Regions from separate parts of the Mus musculus genome. Here regions 1 and 2 are each linked to region 3. A link is a contact called in public Hi-C data. All regions are on one chromosome and are shown on one strand. Each heading gives the region's core, a stretch centred on a gene start, on an enhancer-like site or on the middle of the called end of the contact. The rest is flanking DNA. Distances are from core to core; before and after follow the strand shown.

Region 1 (4,722 bases), core at 1,868-4,367, 160 kb before region 3:
AATATGATAAGATTTTCTCCAGCATAAGCTGTGTCAAAGATAACGCCACGTTGCCAAGACACTTAGTTTGAAGCATGCCCAGGAGGTAGGTGAATTTTGTAGAGAGACTGGACTGGCAAGAGCAGGGGTCAGTTTTGGTGATGAGAATACTTACAAGGAGCCAGTTTAGTATTGGAAAGAGGATGGCTTTGACTTTGGAAAGGAAGCTAGTCTATGGAAATGGCTGGGCCCATGGAACCGCTGGCACATTTCAATTTCAATTTCAACCACTGGTAGATAATTTTGGAGTTGTCAGCATGTGTTTCTGATCATTGACACTAGTTTTTGGAGAGACAAATGCCAGCCTCACCCCCAGCTATCAGACCAAGTCTCACTATGTAACTTAGGCAGACCCTAAACTCATAATCCCACTTCAGACTCCCCAGTGCCAGACGTATAGGAAGGAGTCACCCTCACATCTTAAAAATACATTTTGAACTGCAAAAACCACCTCACTGTCCAAAGAAATTCTGAGGAGATTACTTATATAACAACTAAATAACAATAAGTATTTATCATTATATAATTACCTGTAATGGTGTCTCACCAATCTTAGCAACGGGAGTGTGAAGGGCTCGTATTTGTACCATGACACACAGTGCTAAATCTGGGAACTGGAAAATTATGGACCCAAAATGTCACAGATGCTAATAGATTGTCTCATTATGTAACAAACCAAATAGCTCACGAGAAAGTACAGTGATAATGATGAAGGCAAAGCCATAAAGATTTCTAATTAAAATGGAATAATAACAGCAGCTGAAGACACAGCCATGCGGGGCCATTCTGACGGTTCAGGAATAACAGATCCTTGCAAATTCCCATGCTTAGCAGCCTAGGAAGTATTGTCAAATGGAGGCTGAGCAAAGTGCTTGGTAGCTCTAAAGCCAGCTTGATTTCTGTTTAAAAACACCTTTCTTGGGAAACTCATTCTTATAAGAAGGGAGGACAGGAACTGCCCGTCATCTGCCTGTTAGGAAAGAAAGAGTGTGAGCTCACTCTCCAATTCTCCTTCCACCTCTTCCTGCTCTCCTTTCTCTGGTCTACAGTCTTCTGTAACCTATACGAGAACAGCATTCATAGATGGCGTGATGATCCTGTTATTTAGCTAGGCGATAACATGAGCGACAGTTCCATAAACACTTAGGTTACTGGGATCCTCAAGACCTTTGGTGCATCGAGTTACACTTGCCATGATACACCACGTGAGAACTGAGATGCTGAGAGCATTGACTCATTTAGAATAACACTAACAGGCCAGTGCATAGCATCTTAACGTAACACGTTAGTCAAAATAAGCTCCATTTTCCAAGAGAAGGTAGCGAGAAGACCAGCATTGCTGAGCCAGTCTGAAAAATCCGCATAGTGTCTGGTTTAGCAGAAAAGCTTGGTTCTCATATCTGCCGCTTCCTGCAGCAGGCTGTAATATTTGGCTGAAGCAAATGGGGCAAGTTTGGCCTCAGTATCTGGGGGAAGGTTTACCACCCCAATATTTGTCACTGGTCTTTGATACTTTGCTAAGAAAGAAGGTACCAGTGTCCCCAAAGTTAGTAACAGTGTGTGATATGAAATGCCAAAGATGCCTTTGTTCTCCCTTCTATTCAAATACATTTTTCTATCTTGGAATCTTTTTACCCATGGAAAATTTCTGTAACACCTTGCACTAGCCAAAGGGAGAACAATCATTTCCTATCAAGATGGCTGACACAAGTGTTGACATGCTTCATTAAAAATTATTGAGTATTTATCTTCAGCACTGATGACATCAGAGGGTATTTCACGCTGAGTGGAAGGAAGGCTGTCCAGCCTGTGGCAACATATACATAATTCCCACAATCCACTTTTCGTCTCAAAGCCTCCACTTTATCTTTGACAACAGATAATCTCAGTTGTTCTCCTCCAACTGGCAGGCTCACCTGGTCCTCTCCTGAGAAAGGGCAAGTCTAAGAATCTAGTGTGCTTTTTAGATACACCAAGAGTGTTCCTTGGGAATGTGACTAGTTTAGGGCACAAGTCAAATAATTACTTAGGATCTTTTATTCCAGACAGCTATGGGATTGCAGTACACAGCATATGTATTTTATGTGTGGTTCCTAATGTTGTCATAAGGGATATTAAAGCACATCATATTAATTTGAAAGGAATCACCAAGAGCAATTTCCCCTTCTTTCTCTGCATGCAGCAGCAGAGAGCAGGATGATCTGGTCAGGTGGACACGTGGCCACTGACTTGCTTGGGAGCCAGAGGGAAACCATGAGGGGGGAGAAGAAGGTGAAGAGGAAGAGGAAGTCACCATGAGTTAGGAGTCAAGAAAACAACCCTGAGGGCTGGCCAACTAGAGTTAAGAGAAGCCCGGATGAAACATAGCAAAAAATAACTCAGGATTGTTGATATGAAATAGATTTTAATAGCATAGAGGATAGACGTCTGCCCAGCTCTAGTGCTGATTAAGGTTTAAGGTCGTGAGTGTCTTTTACCTGGGAACTAAATGGCCAAAGGTGGGGTAGAAACCCTGGATTGGGATTAAAATTTTCTACAACAAAATACTGCTGTTTTTCACCTTCAATACAAACAACAGTGTCCGGAACATTGCAGATAAGTCTTTGGTGGGGCCATGACTGTTGTTTAGTGTTTGGACCTTCAGATTAGAAATTTAGGGGGAGGAGAACTTGATATTGAGCCAAAGCTTTGAGTATCCCCAGCAAGCTCTCTACTCACTGAGCTGTGTTCCCAGTCCAGATCCTGTGGGATGCTCATTATCCAGAGGCTCCAGATGTCTTACTTTCTAACCTTCTGAAGCAATAGTAAAAACTTCTTTCCATAAGTTCAGTGTATATAGACTCACCTTCTCTCTAAGATCTGTTTATAAGCCCACATCAACACTTCTGAGCTAACCTTGTCATCTGCGGAGATGTTTCTCAGTGAGGTCAGCCATTGTGCTTGGATCCAGCCAAAGCTGACAGCTGGTGCTCATCTTTCCTGTTGTGAATGAGGGCCCTTCATGCAGCTTAATTTGTGCCTTATCTTTTGAAGATTTTTTTTCCTAGTTAGTAGTTTTGCTGTTCAGAATGACCCAGAAGAAAACTATGAACTGCTTCACCAGAGAAACCATGTTGATGAGACAAAGCTCTGATCTGGCCTGGCTTGTTACTGTTGGCCGTGTTTCACATTACAAATGAAAAATGCACTAAGAAGTCTTTGAGCAGAAACACATGTAAGGCAAGCTTATGTGCTGATCAGTTGATGAAAATGGATCATTGAAGGCATGCAGGAACCCCACTCTGCCTGACTTGCACTGCTGCCGACTAAGCCGCGTGTTAACAAGTGAAAGCAAGTATCAGGCAAGGTGTCTTTAAATAACCACAGAAAGCAAGCTCATGTGCTGCTCAGTTGAAATGCTATGACCTTGAGCTTGCAGGAACCCGACTTTCTATTTCCCTCCGGGACAGTGATTTAGTCTAGAGTCAGTGTTCAGTGGTTATCGTGAGTAATAAAAACAGGTTCAGTGTTCCTACAGAACATGGCTGTCATGAGTAATAAAAATGGCTATCTAACATAACATGTTTCTTCTTGGCCATCCCTTCATTAGGAAGGATATGCCACCCTGTGCTTCAGTAACAGCATGCCCTCAATCTTAATGTCTGAGAGTGATAATGATTTCTTTACTTTTATATTCTTTAAAAAAACCATTATGTGTGTGTGTGTGTACGTGTGTGTGTGTGTGCGCTAAGTGTGGATCTACGTGTATATAATTGTGAACATATTCTTTTGAGGCAGGGTCTCTCCCTGAAACTGGAGCTCATAGTTTTCTGTTTTGTTTTGTTTTGTTTTATTTGTTAGGCCAAAATCCAGCAAGTTCTAACAACACCCTTGTCTCTGCTCCCAGAGTTAAGATTATAGCTGTGCACAGACCATACTGAGCTTGTTATATGGGAGCTGGGATTTGAACTCAGGTCCTCATGCTTGTGCAGCAAGCGCTCTCAAACTCTGAACCATCAACACTGCACTCAGAATAATTCCTTTCATTTATAGTTCCTTCTTCACATTGGCTGTTACTTCTAGGGCCTTATGCATGCTTCTTTCCCTTTGTGACGTGGGCTGGCTCAGATCCCAGTGTTTAAAGCACAAATGGTCACCCTAGCAGCCAACGTTAAAGTGTTCTTCTGCAGAGCACATTGTTTGAGCTGTTGTTTGGCTGAAGTCCTAGATTCACACTAAATTTCCAGAAGGGAGCTAAGAGCAATCCTACCTGAAGCTGTTAGGCCAACTGCCAGTCATCTAAGTAGGGTGCTCTCTCAGGTATGCTTCAGAGCAAGTAGTAGATTCAGCCTTAGTGATCTGCTCAGACAGGCGAAGTAAGGGAGGTAGGGTCACCTTAGGGATGTGAGCCTGAGCTACACACTGTCAGTTGTTATGGCTAAGATTCAAGTAAAGTTAAAGAGGGTTCAGGAAAGCCTAGATAGTTTGTTCATAACTCTTTTCCCATCGCCGGTAAGAAAAAAGAAATGCAGCTAATTAAACCAGGGCCTACCATCTACTATGAGGCTCATCTTCACTTCAAGATTAAAATGCAAAAAATACTAAAACCCAAATATAGAGGATGCTGGAGAAAGTGCTGAACTTTAATGTAAAATGTAATATAAACCATTCTAATTTGTGTTCATAGCTTGCTCTTAATAATGT
Region 2 (4,282 bases), core at 1,440-3,939, 150 kb before region 3:
CACGTTGGATGGCTTATAGCAGGGGTGTGTGATCATGTGGCAGACAGGAAGCCAAACTGAGACAATGTGTGTGATCAGATCAGTGAGGTCCATGAGAACTGCATGGAATCTCTCCTGAGGGGGACATTCCTAATGACCTAAATGCCACCTCTTAAAAGTACACCACCTCTCAACACGATCAGATGAGGATCAGGCTCATAGCGCTGAGCCCTTGAGGGGTCAAACTCAAACCATATCCAAAGGGAAGGAAAGAGGGCAGGGGAAGGCTGCTATAATAACCCAGGAGAGAGGTCTGTGTAGCTTGACCCTAAGTGTGAGAGATTGAGAAGCTGAATTGTGTGTGGGTTGTGCATGAAGATGAGTCAGGAGACCTAAGAGACTCATCTGACTGACGGGACGTAGGGTGAGAAAGAAAGAGGAGAGATAGGTGATTTCATAGTTTTTGGCTCAGCAACAGAAATGATGGTGCCGCAGGACTATACAGGAGGAACAGATTCAAGGGAGGACACCCATTCAGGTTTGGGAGTGCCTTGTCCTAGGTGTCCATCAGACAGGTGGGTGGAGCAGGAGAATAAGAATTCTTGGCAGATGCCTCCATCAGAGCTTTAGAGGTGGGTGTCATTAGGCTGTGCTGCACATTACATATATGTACAGACAAGGTGCAGATTCTTATTCTGCTAGCACTCCACAGAACTCTGAAGCCAAATTGAGTGATTAACTAAATATAAACAGAATTACAATAGCAATAAAGTTCGAATCACAACGGTATTGTGACAGATGATGGTGTTTTGCAGAAACCAGACCCTGATGTTAGGTTTCCCAGGAGAAAGGCGTATTTTCACATTTTTCATGGGCTTTTTTTTCTGAGTTCCTCTTTCAGTTAATTTCCTTTGAGCCCAATGGACCTTGCTCTCTCCTGGCTCCATTCCATCTCTCCTCCTTCCAGAGTGGAAAACACAGCACATTTAAAGGCTGCTAGAGACAGAAACTTCCCGCCATCATTGACTCAGCTCATGAGAGTCTACCTGGTCTTACATTTCTAGACTCTTCTCAGCCATGCTCCATGCTGTCACCATGTTATTCTTCCTGGCGCACAGCTGGGATTACATCATTGCCCTGCTTCACTTTAAAGGCATCCAGCTGGCTCACTTTCAGCTACACAATGTCGAATGTCTTAGCTGTCATTCACAGAGTCACCATCTGTCATTCTGTGGGTTGTGCATGGGACGTGTTTTCGACCCGGTCCAGTCATGTTTTAGAATCATGGATTCCCTACCACAGACCCCAGCCCACACCCCACGGTCCTTTGCCTGGGGTTATTTCAGTTCTGAAGTAGCCCCTCAGCTGTGTGTTCTCTGGTCTCCATCCTTATTTCTCTACTGCACATGCGTAGGTGCAAGGTCTTCTAATGCCACATCCTCTTTGTATAGTTTGGAACTTCTTTGAGCACTCCATGGCTCTAGTCCCATTCTGAACATCCTTGGGCCCAAGCTGTAGGTTTGGCTTTATTCTTTATTTTAGTCCCCATGAGGTCTTCTACACAAGACGGACATCATGGATTCTTTTCAATAGTGCAGCTTTCACCTCTCCGCCTGGAACTGGGTTTAATGCTCTCATGTATTCTGTAATTAACTATAAACTGAGGTCTGAAGGAGATGCTTTCAAAAATTCCTATGTTGTTTTAAGTGAAGGAGATGCCGGCCCCAGGTCAAGTACTGGGTGAGAGGGGGAGAGCTGGCATGAAGCATGGGTGGACAGTTCCTCTCCTGAGGCTGGCATGCATAGGGATTCCTTAGCAACTGGTGACTCTGCTTGGCTTGGGCTATGCACACTCTCCTTTGCACACAGTTCACCTTGAAACTTAGTCCATCAATCTGCATCCATCTGAACATGTATCCTGTTCCAAACAATGCAGCTGTCACTGACAACTCTTCTGAGTCATTCATTTATTCATTCACTCATTCATTCATTCAGGAAGGAAGGAAAGTTGAGTTGTACTAAGGACATTTGACTAGGGAAAAAGAGGTGCTTCATGAAAGCTGTAACTCGCTTTCAAAACACCACAAAGCATGTGTCTTCTAACAGGAGGGCCAACTCCCTGCCATGCTTATCTGGCATGGCAGACTGAGTCCGGATGAAGGCTCTCAAAAAGGATGGGACACGGCCACTAGAGAGCTGCTTCTAGAATGCTCGTAGCTCATCTCGCCACCTGTATCTTTGCACACTTGCATACATCACTGCTCCAACCCACACAGTCCATAGAACAGGAAGCTATTCAGAAGTAATTTCTTTGCCTCTTGATAGAGCATCTTCATTCTGAAAGAATCAATAGCCTGAAAATGAATTTTAAAAGGACTTCTTTGCAAGTCAGTGTTATTTGGGAGAAGTGGGAGGAATCTCGTATCTAACCCAGAGATAAATACATACAGTCTGAGCCTCTCATGGTATTTCACCCTCCCAGACGACAAGTTATCAAACACTTAAATATTTAAAGCCTCAAATTAACTTCAAGATAACAGTAAAATGCACCAATGTCCTTTACCCTGATAAGAAGTGCAATGAATGGCTTTAAATTAATGCCAGTGCACATGCTCAGAATCCATTAAGGAAACACAGTCATTTGTATGCCTGGCTAAGCCTGGGCCAGCTCATTCTGCAGCCGAGGAGGGCTGGAGCTGTTAAACAATGCCGAAGAGGAAGCAGCAGTGTGGCTTCTAAACAGCAACAGGAGCAGGCGGGCCACAGCCTGGGTCTGCCCAGTGCAGCTGCGCTGGAACCAGCTGCCTTTTCCAAACCCCCCTATGGTGACTAATCCTTAACACTGGCACTCGGTTCTGTGCTTCGCCAGTGTGGCCACGCACTAGGTCTGATCTTGTTCTCATCCCAGCTGCTGGGACATAGGCAGGGGTTGGTTGACCAGTTGTCCAATTACAAGTCAGGAAACTGAGGCATACAAAGGTTAATCAGCTTACCCATGCTTCTGAGCTAATTTTTCAGCCTGTCCTGTCAGCCCCTGTGGATTTCAGGAGATCAACTTGACATGGCCTTTTAAGAGTAAAATATGTGTGACTTTGACTACTCAATTGTAGTTCTTAGTATCTGCTTCATATACACTGGTATGGGGAGTTCTTCCAGGAAGTACAAGGAAGGCAAACATGTCAAGCTACAACCTAATAGATACAGTATTTATAGTATTTATGTAATAACACACAAACACATATTTCTATGTGCAAAGATAGGTTCTGGTCAGCAGCTCAGCAAGAAGATAGAGTGGCAACAGCTTCTTGGAAGAGAAATGAGTTTATTGGTTAGCATAGCTGTATGGTGAGCATTCTTGTTTCTTGGCTGGATTGAAAGCTGCAGCATCAGATACAAAAGGCTCAGAGCAGCTGTGTTTTCTCCGCTTTCCCCTTTATGTTATAAAAGTGACCTTGAATGAAGTCCATACCTGGGTTTGGGCATCTCCAGAGCATTTTAAGAAACAGATGAAATCACTCGAAGCAGGACCCCAGACAGCACTGAAGGCATCCTGAATTTCTACTCGAGCACTGTCAGGGAGAAACATTCCACACTGGCTTCATCACCTACCACATGTGCAGGACATATTTCTGCACGCGCGTGTGCACACACACACACACACACACACACACACACACACACACACACACACTCCATGCCCCAAGCTTGTGGATTAAAAGTGGCCAGGTGATGTCATTGTTAATTGTCCAGAAGGCTTGTCAAAGTGTATAAAAGACATCATGGAGAGTTTGATATGGTGCCAAGAACCTAGTTTCCCCTCTCCCTTTCTTGAGCTCCTGGGAAGGCTCTAGCTGCACTAACCACTGGGGAATGGTCTTTGACTCTGCTTAAGAAATGAGTACAGATGTGTCCCAGATGTGAGCTGCCTCATGGGGTACAGGACATCTGAAAGCTTTATGAACTCAGCGTACCACATTCTCTCAGCTTCTCAGCCTGTCTAGAACACAGGCTACTTTTGCACAGTTCCCTGGAAAAATAGTTGGACTCCGTCAGACTGCAGAACTGTCTTGGCAATGATGAAAACAAAGATCACTTGCCAAATGGTCATGTCAGTGGTTGGTCTGGAAGTGCCCAGCACCTAACAGCCCTGCATGTGTTTGGTACTGGCCTTGCAGGATAAGCCACAATCTTCTGAAGAGGTTTTTAGGTCTGGTACTCACAGGTTTGGAATCTGTTTTTAAGGTTTATGGAACAGCTAAAACAACAGCAACAACTACTACTACTACTTCTATTTCTCCTCCTC
Region 3 (4,578 bases), core at 1,888-4,387:
CGGTTTTAATTACCTCCCCGAACATGGGAGTCAGATGACCGAAGCGTCTCATGAGCGTACGGATCTCGGAACTTCTGGGGAGTGCTGGGATGATAGAGCCAAGCTGTGGGGAAGGGGGAGGAAGGCACATGGTGAAAGAAACCCATCTAGCTCTGCAGATAAACCCCTTCCAACATCTGCTGGTCACATTTATCCCAAAATGGTCCCTCCCTTGTGTCCAGACCTTCACTACTGCAAAGTCCTTATGTTTTCTTTATAGATGAAAATTTTTTTACAAAAAAAAAAAAAAAAAAAGAAAGAAAGAAAAGAAAGAAGGAAAGACAGACACCAGTTTTTCAGAGCCATGCCTGAGCTTGTGCTTTCTCTGAATAACTAGTTTGGGGTTTACTCTGGTCTATTTTGGGGTGGTATATTCTGATCCCCTACAGCTGTCTTTTGATGGGGTGTGTCCTGAGCCCCAATACCTCTTACCGCTAGAAATACAGTTTCAGGTGGTCAGACTTTTTCTACTACAATGTACATCTGGCCTCATACATGGCTATTTATATTCGCAGGTGAGACCTAGTAAAGCCACAGCAGGACTCCCCTCACAGAGCCAGGTCCCGTGTCACTCACTGTGCCTTTGCAGCAAGCAGCCTGGCAATGGCTTGTAGTGTTGATGTTTCCTATGTCACAAACTCTCCACTGTGGCCAGAGTCCAGATACCAACTCAATGCCCTTGAACTCAGAGGTGGGAAGCTATATATACTTGTTTTTAAAGGCTGTGTGAGCTGGCCATAGGGTACCACTACAAAAGGGTCTGGTAGAGTGGTCCCGCTAATGCCTAGGCATCTCAGCTCCTGTAGACAGAGTAAATATAGCCTTGCAGTGACAAGAGGACTGATGGGCATCAGTCAATCACAACAAGAGGGGTGCTCCTGAAAGCTGGGCTTCTGGACTCTGCAGGCTTCACTGTGTGGTGTCCCCCACCCCAGTAGGCTATGGGCACCCAGTGGTTGCCATAGCAGTATTGATGTGTGTTATAAAGAGAAGAATATGGTTTGGTTTTGTTTTGTTTGAGAAGGATGTGTTTTATAGAGCCTGGTATGGTGAGGTGGGAGGAGTGCCTCAGCGGACCCACATTGAGGTATCCCTTCTCCCTGAGGTACCAACAATACTACCGGTATAGTATAGAATAAAGTTTATTTGAGGGCACGGGAAGGGGAGTTGAGAAAAGAGTAGAGACAGAAAGAGAGGAGACAGAGAAGGAGAGAGGGGGGAGGGGCCAGAAACACATAGAGAGAAAGAAGGGAAGGGAAAGGCAGGGAGAGAGAAAGGGGTTACAGAGAGCTAAGGGGTCAGAAAGTCTGAGAGAGAGAGAGAGAGAGAGAGAGAGAGAGGGGGAGGAAGAGAAAGAGAGAGGGGGAGAGAGAGAAAAGGGGGGAAGAGAGGAAGAGAGAGAGAGAGAGAGAGGAAGAGAGAGAGGAAGAAAGAGAGAGAACAGAGAGAGTGAGAAGGGCCCAAACAGTCCCTTTTATAGCAAGCCAGGCTTACCTGGCTATTGCCAGGTAATTGTTGGGCAGAGCCTAGAAGGAATGCCAACAGGTATCCTAACACTGTAGACAACATCCATGGAAACTGACTGTAGCTTCCGAAATCCAAAGGTTCTGTCCCAAGGAAAAGGACAGTGAATGCTTTTTACACATGGCTTTGAGCCGTTGAAGGCAAGGCGATCTCTGCTGAGCACAGTAGCCCTGAGCAGAAGTAGAACACTTCCCTCCGGTGTATCTGAGTCTGTCCTATCCCAGGCCTTATGCACACAGCAGCTTTTTCTCATTGCCTTGATAGCTAGGGGGCCCCATTCCTCACAGACCCTGGAGTCTTCATGGAGGAGTATGCTTGGCCCAGAGATCGGCACTATTAGAAGGTTTGGCCTTGTTGGAGGAATTGTGTCTCTGTGGAGGTGGGCTTTGAGACCCTCCTCCTAGCTACCTCAAAGACAGTCTTCTCCTAGCTTCTTTTGGGTGAAGATGTAGAACTCTCAGTTCCTCTAGCTCCACGTCTGCCTGGATGCTGCCTTGCTTCCTGCCTTGATGATAATGGACTGAACTTCTGAACCTGTAAGCCAGCCCCAATGAAATGTTTTTTATAAGAGTTGCCTTGGTCATGGTGTCTCTTCACAGCAAAGGAAACCCTAACTAAGACATACATGGTATTAGTTATGTGTGGGATGCTGACCCTTGGGCAGGGGTCCAGCTTGTAGACTTTACTCCTGTGCTGGCTACCAGTGAGGATGGGGCTGGCCAGACAAATCCCAGTGGATCTAGGAAGCTGCCAGATGCTGGTGTGAGCTGGAACAGAGAAGAGGGATGTTTGGCTATCTCATCAGGGTTCTTCTAGATTGTGCCAACAAAACCCCATGGACCAATGCTCAACAGCAGCTGCTGAGCCTATAGCTTCCTCTGGGCAGCCTGGCCTGCTGGGGCAGAGGAGACAGAAGTAGTCAGCACCTCTCCTAAAGGGTGGCCTGGCCAGCTCTTCAGCTGCACGGCATGAGGCTTTAGAGTAGAGGCTGTGTCAGGCCATAGCACTTCCTGTTTGTTGATCAGTAGAACTTACTGGTTATAGCTATCACCTCCCCAGTTTAGCTCCCAGTAATGGGAGTTCTTCCTCAACTTTCTAATTTGCACCTCTGCTCTCTGCCCGGAGCAGTTCTATCGGCAGGCAAGTGTTGATGGGTGCTTAGCAGGCCACCTGGGGTTGTGGGGAGGAGGGCAGAGCTGCCTGGCTTCAGCACCCACACATCTGCGCCTCCTGCTCAGCTCCCCTGGCCTCCCTTCCTGCCTTTGGCTCTGTAAGGACCCATGAGTGCTGTTTCTCTGAGAACCCCCTTTTTAAACAGCAGCTGTGCTTCCAAGAAGTGACATCCTTGGTCATATGTAAGCCTCACTGGGCTGCTGACATACCTTGCCCGACCCCCCTGGTACAGACAGCAAAAACTCCCTTCCTCATCATCATCCAGGCTACCAAGATTCCACAGTTGCACAGTCCGATTCTGGGAGTGAATTTTAATGAATTCGCCCGAAACTTGTACAGCAGTGATAAAATGTAATTGAGTGCAATTTCACTCCCACACCAGCCTCTAAGCTGCAGAACCCCTGGCCAGCTCGCCGGGAGGCAATTTCATCACCATGGAGTTACCGTGTCCTAAGGTATGTGAGCCTTGTGCAGGCCCCAATGAAACGTGAGGTGAATTTTCATCATGACACTACAAGCAGAGACAGGCAACACTGCCATTAAGATTAATTAGAAGGTGAGGGCCCTCATCTGGGAGCTGGAACAGTCCTAGTACATCTTTCACAGGTTTGTTCTCCAAAACCATCTCCAGATTATTTTTCCAGCTGTTCTGGTATATTACAGTGCACATGTAGATGGTCCTCCCCCTCCCCCCTCCCCCTCCCCCCTCCTCCTCCTCCCCCTCCTCCCCCTCCTCCTCCTCCCCCTCCTCCTCCCCCTCCTCCTCCCCCCTCCTCCTTCTATTATCATCTCTTTCCCTCTCCCTCTCCCTCTCCCTCTCCCCCTCTCCCCCCTCCCCCTCCCCCTCCTCCTCCTTCTTCTTCCTCTTCTTCTTTTTTTCACTTTGCTCTTGACTTTATTGGAAAGGCTGAGAAGTGATTTCTAGTCCACAGGGAACACATCTTTGCCCAAGGCCAGGGTAAAAGTCCATGACAGGAAGTGGGATTGCATGTTGCTTTTGTCTGGTATTTCCTGTGGTATTTCTGTTTATCCCAGGTGGCTTGAGGGAATGTCTGAGAACCTTATATATGGTTCTAGGAACCCAAACTTTCGTGGTATGTGAGACCTCTTCTTTATATTTAAATGTTTTGGAGAAGAAAGAGAAACCAAATCTTATATGGCATATGAAAATTATGTCAGGTTTACATCTCATGTAGAGTAATAAAATTGAGAAGAATCGCTGGGCAGTATTGGCGCACGCCTTTAATCCCAGCACCTGGGAGGCAGAGGCAGGCAGATTTCTGAGTTCGAGGTCAGCCTGGTCTACAAAGTGAGTTCCAGGACAGCCAGGGCTATACAGAGAAACCCAGTCTCAAAACAAAACAACAACAACAACAACAAAAATTTGAGAAGAATTTAGCCATGGGCCACTCAGTTATGTGTCTCCCAGATTCATATCCACCCCAAGTATTTATATGTTGCTGATGAGCCACACCCACTTATTTGCATACCACCCACCTACTTGCATAGCACCCACCAGTTATAGTCACAATTTGCAAACTGCCCTAAAGCCATTTCATACATACTTCACCTATCAAGCCTGCCTATTTACATAGTACTCATAAGCCACACCCACCTATTTACATATTGTCTTGTCTTGCCACTATGGGAAAGTTGAATCCTTGCTACAGAGAATAAGACCCATAATGCCAGTGGTGTTTATTCTCTGACCTTTTGAGGCAATATTTACTACTGACCTAACTGGGAGGTGACTTTGGTCCCTCCCTCAGTCCAGAAGGGCTTCCTACTCAATGCAAAACTATGTTTTCTAGTGATAATATTGAATTAGGTCCCCTTGGCTAG

The links. A called contact is a pair of places that touch in the nucleus more often than the background predicts.
Region 1: a Hi-C map of uterus shows a contact between it and region 3, with 2.9 times the contacts expected there. The contact joins two enhancer-like sites. A contact is called at or near these places in 6 of 484 Hi-C or Micro-C datasets (LSK cells, cardiomyocytes, cochlea and 3 more).
Region 2: a Hi-C map of uterus shows a contact between it and region 3, with 3 times the contacts expected there. The contact joins two enhancer-like sites. A contact is called at or near these places in 7 of 484 Hi-C or Micro-C datasets (adipose-derived mesenchymal stem cells, embryonic stem cells, liver and 2 more).

The regions. Positions count from the first base shown.
Region 1 is chr7:134,568,891-134,573,612 of GRCm38.p6, reverse strand. No RefSeq gene overlaps it. Among named protein-coding and RNA genes, the nearest start is that of Dock1, 99 kb to the left of the region's middle. Within about 2 kb of position 3,117, at least 6 of the 459 cell types and tissues checked have an H3K27ac peak or open chromatin away from gene starts, as enhancers often do. A contact at or near this core is called in uterus, where this site is marked.
Region 2 is chr7:134,549,033-134,553,314 of GRCm38.p6, reverse strand. No RefSeq gene overlaps it. Among named protein-coding and RNA genes, the nearest start is that of Dock1, 120 kb to the left of the region's middle. Within about 2 kb of position 2,689, at least 59 of the 459 cell types and tissues checked have an H3K27ac peak or open chromatin away from gene starts, as enhancers often do. A contact at or near this core is called in uterus, where this site is marked.
Region 3 is chr7:134,404,135-134,408,712 of GRCm38.p6, reverse strand. It overlaps a transcript of D7Ertd443e not described here. Among named protein-coding and RNA genes, the nearest start is that of Gm35970, 4.0 kb to the left of the region's middle. Within about 2 kb of position 3,137, at least 9 of the 459 cell types and tissues checked have an H3K27ac peak or open chromatin away from gene starts, as enhancers often do. A contact at or near this core is called in uterus, where this site is marked.